Regions from separate parts of the Zea mays genome. Here region 2 is linked to region 1. The links are chromatin contacts, called in public Hi-C maps. All regions are on one chromosome and are shown on one strand. Each heading gives the region's core, a stretch centred on a gene start, on an enhancer-like site or on the middle of the called end of the contact. The rest is flanking DNA. Distances are from core to core; before and after follow the strand shown. Region 1 holds the start of LOC100192480. Region 2 holds the start of LOC100192639.

Region 1 (2,919 bases), core at 330-2,829:
GCATAACACATTAGATATAAAAAACAATTTTCCATTTTAAACATGCTTTATTTTATTGGTAATCTAGAACATGATATAAATAAAATAAATAAATGGAGGCTTTTCTTTTGTTAGCTGATTTTTCTCTATTTTTTTCTCAGCCGCTCCTACTGGAGCACTGGTGCATGTGGCTTCTGGCCTATGCAGGTTCCACTGCCCCATCCGAGCATGCAGCTCCTTCAACGGAAAGAGAAGGACGCCGCTATGCATGGCTTTTTTTCGCTATGGCAACAGGTGGAGGGAGATGTGCGCCATCTTTTATGCACATTACCGTGTGCATGCATGCATGCAAATTTGCATTCTAGCAGCCACAGTGGTCCGGTACTTTTTTTCGCGGCGAGCTGTTACTGTATGCGGCTTGCCCAGGAATCTCGCGAGAAACACGGATGGCTCAACTGTATCCCGTTGACGATCCCTTGGGAACTGGATCTGGACTGTAGCACGAGCACTCAGCTTTTGTCCTACGAGCTCTCTCTCTATGATTCAAGAACTCTAGGGTAGAAACACTTGTCGTAGAAATTGTTTGCATGAGTTTTATCCAATCAAATCCATATGCCATTTGTTAATGCGGGTGCATGCAAGTGCTAGTACATGGAGCCGAGGTAGTAGAGAGTAAACTCATATACAGCTTCATATCCAATCTATAAATTTCATACCATGTTAGAGAGTAAACTCATATACAGTTTCATATCCAATTTATAAATTTCATACCATGTTTCTTGATTCAGCGAACGAAAACAAAGTCTGTCGTGTAGGACAGTTCGGCTAGACCGGGGACCTACCGGCTTGATGGAGAGTCGGTGCAGATCGGCTTCGCAGTAACGTCGAGGTAGAGCGTGCTGATAACGTATTGAGAACTACGTTACCACGGATCACCAGATCCGCTCCCTTCCTTCTCGCCAGCAGTAGAGGCGTAAGAAGCTGTAGAGAATCCGTCTCCCTTTCCATAAGCACGACAGAGAAAACACATGAAACAAGATATAGGGTTGAGCCTCTGGCCTCTTTCTGATCTCTGTATTATGAGATGGTGTACAGGTTCCTTATATAGAGATGTGAGACCCCTCATGAACGAAGCAAATATTTACACATATAACCCTAACTAAGGTTACTTAATAAATTATACATGTGAGTCATATCCTGCATGGGTCGATACAAAATAACATATTTTGATGCTATAAACCTACATCCATTTATAAACTCAAAATTATTGTATCTAACTAGTACTCCCTCCGTCCCAAGATATAAGGCGTAACCACTTTTTATTCTTGTCCCACAATATAAGGCGTGCTCTCTCTATACATACGTATATCGATGCAGTGGTCTAGAGACAATTAAATGCATTTCTTGGTCTTTGAACCAGAGGTGGTTACGCCTTATATACTGAGACGGAGGGAGTAACTAGTTAGCATGGTGAGCATGCGCATGGATGTACATCCATCCAATCAGGCTGATTGTGGAGGCCCACATCCAAGTCCTAAATCAAGTCCGTTGGACCAGAAGAGAACGCACCCATGATCATCCCGTCTCCCCTCCACTCGTCTCTCCGTTCGGCCGTGTCCAGTCTCCAGTCCGCAACGGAAGGAGAGGAGGCGTCGAGGGAAAATCGCGCCAACCGGGCCGAACGAATCGTCGGAAGGCCGGGGAGGAGGTCTAGAAGGTGTGGGAATGGCGACGGGGCTTGCCTTGGCGGCGGCGCCTCATGTTGCTTCGGTCACGGGATCGGGGACAGTGGAGGAGCAGGCGGCGGGGGTCGGCATCTTGCTTCAGATATCAATGCTCGTGCTCTCGTTCGTGCTCGGGCATATCCTGCGCCGCCGAAAGTTCTACTACATCCCCGAGGCCAGCGGCTCACTCCTGATCGGTCCGTACGCGTACCCCGTCCGCCATCTTGATCCTCGTAGTTTTGTCTGCTAGAATATTGAGACGCCGATCAGCAAATTCGGTCGGAGCTGTGGATTCTATAATTCAAGTCATCGGGGGATGGTAAGCTAAAGGTGCCGGATAAGTTGGGGTTTGGGGATGTTGAGTCCGGCTATGACAAATGCGAGCTGCGACGTGACGCGTTCGGCCAAATCAAATGTTCAACTGGCATAAGAGACTTCAGTTTTCTTTTATTTGAGAGAGAGGACTGAGGATATGAGAGTGTTTTTAAGGGGTCCTTGGGTTCGATGAAAAAAAAGCACCATACTGTATGGTTTCATGTTTCTGATTCTATTATCATGGCGTGTCAATAGCTATAATTTGTCCGTGCTTTTGGAGGAGAGCAAACGAGCCTGCACCTTGGCATTTTTCACTTAATTATAAGCATGCTTGTTATCCTGATCAGCTATCTTGTTGCTGCTAGAAACTGATTTAGTTTTTATGACAAGTGAGGGTTTAAGATGAAATGTGACATTTGGATGGATTGTCATATAACTAATGGCCCGTTTAGTTTCTTTAGTCAAGTACTAAAGTTAGTTAGGGGAATAAAATTTAGTCTCTATCCTGTTTGGTTGTAGGGATTAAAAGTATTCAAAACGAATTAAATAAACCATAAGAGGACCAAAATACCCCTTAGCATTCTCTTGTCATTAGTGCAAATAAAGTAAAGGAGGGGCAAAAGGTGAAATTAATATGATTTAATTTCTTTTAGTCACCTCTTAAGAGACTAGAGACTAAAACAATTTAGTCTCTGTTTTAGTCCCACCGTTTGACAATTTAGGGACTAAATGACACTAAAATGGAGGGACTAATCTTTAGTCCCTCAAACCAAACGGGGCCTAAGACTATCTATTTTCTATCTACTAACATTAATAATAGAACCTCTAGTAAGATGAGTCACTTTTAGAGTCAGGCAATACATTTGAGTCTACGTTCACTTTCACACTACAGTTACTAGAT
Region 2 (2,738 bases), core at 177-2,676, 420 kb after region 1:
AAGCTGTCCTTGCTTACTGCCCCTATCCCAGGTCTACCTGTTAGCTAGATAGATGTAGTGCTGTTCTGGTAGCAGTGTTTTTGTCATGGATGGTTTCATTTATGCTTGTTATTGGCCGCCGTAGGTCGGCCTTATCTGTATCTTGGGGTCCTTTTGGACCTTTTACTTCTTCTTAATATATTTTCGCGCAGCTCTCTTGCGCTTTCGAGAAAAATAGAGTGTTTATATTAATCCCATTTTAAATATAGTAATAGGTGTGAATTAGCACCCACTTCTAAGATAATTGATTCTACTTCTGACATCTGACAGAAAATAGATATTCCAAAATTCAAGTGTCGCGCGATCAGTCTATACTTAATAGCATAAAAGATGCGTATATCTCCTACTCAGTATATTAAAAAAACGGGCAGTATCTTATGATTCAATTAACAGCCACCAATCAGCAAGCCACGCCTTGGGGAACATAACTGATGGAATATCGAATATCAACCAAACAGGACTGTTTTGCATCTAACCATGTTCCACCTAAAATAGCAATCATAGTTGGATTTTGATTGGATCGATGCATCATTGCTTAATTGCACGGTTGCACTAATATGACTGCACAGTATATGTTCCCCTCATTTATACCTGGACCGAAGCATTCCCGCTGTCGGATATGGTCACAATCCAGGCGTCATACGAGTAGTTCCACTCCATGGTGAGGTTCGCGCTGGCCAACGAGGCGGCCACGACAACACCCGCGTCCCCCACAGCGACGGTGGAGTTGGTGACGGCGAGGCCGTGGAGCACAATCCCGGATGCGGCCATGCGGACGGTGCCCACGAGGGGTATGCTCATGGTCCTCTCGATGTCCGGCACGTTCATGGGCGTGAGGGTCGCAACGGCATGGGATACGAGCAGGTCCTTGGCGAAGTCGAGGCCCGACTGCGAGATGATGGCGGAGATGTGTGACGACGCGACCGCGGGGGAGGAGGTAGTGAACAGCTGGAGGGTGACGAGAAGGGGGATGAGGAGAGGGGTGCCCATGGCGGTGAGGAGGTTAGCCACTAGCTTCAGGGAGATGGTGGCTGAAGTGGCCAAGTGGGAGTGGCGTAAGGGGGACGAAAGCAAGCGCTGCGGCGGCACGAGGTGTCGAGGTGTCGAGCTCGCGGCGGTGACGCCGAGCTCCCGGCGGCTTTGAATGGTCGCTTCTCCTGGGGGAGACGTGGAGTGGGGTTGGTTTCGACTTTCGACATTGCTGACGTGGCTGTGGCTAGGCCGCAGCCCGCAGCGGCATTTCTCGAGTCACAACTCACAAATACTACTACTCACCTCTTCACTGACACGTGGTCCCATTTCACAACTGGTTCACCCTGTTTGTTTGTGACACACGAAATTCTCAGGTCCCGGTCCCGGGTCCAGGCACCCTTCTCGCTCGGTTGCTCGGGAGCTTTCCCCTTCCTGTTCCTGAAGCTTCCGACATCCGACCGCCTCCTCCTCCTCGTTCTACTCGCCGCCCCTTCTAGAATCATCCAGAGGCGTGCCGGTGAAGCGCGAGAGCGGTGAGGCATGGCGATGCAGACGGGGGTCGCGACCTCCAAGGTCCTCATCCTCGTCGGTGCAGGTCCTCTTCTCATCACCGCCATCGACCTCTCGCCCCCATCAAATCTCTCTCGGATTTGATGCTATTTTCCCCAATCGGCTGTTGTTTCGACACCTTACGTGGTGAAATGGTGTCCTCGCAGGGATGACGGGCTCGATCCTGCTGCGGAATGGCCGCTTATCTGATGTGTTGGGAGAACTCCAGGTCGGTATACCCCCCACACCCAACCCCGAAAAAAATATGTTCATTTTGATTACACGCACTTTCATACGGTTTGGATAGTTGAGCGTTGTCAGATAGCTGATACCTGATATTTTTTGAATGACTTGGCGATGGGGTACTAGAAGCGTTGATTCTGTCTATATGTGGATGTGATTAACACCATGTGATAAAATTACATCAACGCCCAATTGGCACTCGGAAGTTTTGCGTACCATAACTTATGCTTCACTAGTTAGTGATTCCTGATACATATCATACAGATTTTGATGGTATGCTCTGAAACTTCCTAGTAAATGTTTATTTAAGGCAATGATGTACCTTTTGTGTTTCTAGGAGATTATGAAGGGTGTAAATCAAGGAACTTCTTCGGGTCCCTATGACATTGCACTTATTCAAGCTCAGGTATGCTCTTCCTCATATGGAATACATCTTACATCTCACTATCTCAGTGTCAGCATCTGCTTAGAAGTTTCTCTTGCTTCTTTCCATCTCGGTAAAATTATTCATTTCTACTTAACTTTGCATGCTCGTGCTTGATATTAGATTCGGAATTTAGCGCAAGAAGTCAGAGATTTGACATTGTCAAAGCCCATTACCATACTGAATGGCAAATCTGACTCGGGAGGTCTGTATCGTTTCACTGTGTACTCGTTCTGTTTGCATGATGCACTTAATGTGTACAAATTACCATTTCATGCAAATCTTTAGCTTCAGTTCAGATAGTTCTTCTATGGATGTTCGTGCTCACAGAAGATTAAATAAACAGTTCCTTAAGCCCCTGCAAGCTTATGTACACTTCTAAACCATCTACATCTGAAAGGAGATCACCCGCATAGTAGTTCTGCTAAAAACTCTTGAAATCATGTTCAGTGCTGAAGTTAGCAATGAGTGATAGATGATGCCCGATTATTATGGAATTGCATACATGTTG

Evidence for each region. A called contact is a pair of places that touch in the nucleus more often than the background predicts.
Region 2: a contact with region 1 is called in a Hi-C map of root tip, with 8 times the contacts expected there. The contact joins the promoter of LOC100192639 here to the promoter of LOC100192480 in region 1. A contact is called at or near these places in 4 of 25 Hi-C or Micro-C datasets (ear, endosperm, root tip and 1 more).

What each region holds. Positions count from the first base shown.
Region 1 is chr7:136,988,837-136,991,755 of Zm-B73-REFERENCE-NAM-5.0, forward strand. LOC100192480 reads left to right here and starts at 1,580. Exons shown (of 21, transcript NM_001137700.2): 1 at 1,580-1,900.
Region 2 is chr7:137,409,604-137,412,341 of Zm-B73-REFERENCE-NAM-5.0, forward strand. It overlaps LOC100192639, which reads left to right and starts at 1,427. Exons shown (of 12, transcript NM_001137853.1): 1 at 1,427-1,606; 2 at 1,728-1,789; 3 at 2,141-2,209; 4 at 2,351-2,432. The coding sequence starts at 1,552. It overlaps LOC100281751, which reads right to left and starts at 1,271. Exons shown (of 6, transcript NM_001154671.1): 1 at 631-1,271. The coding sequence starts at 1,029.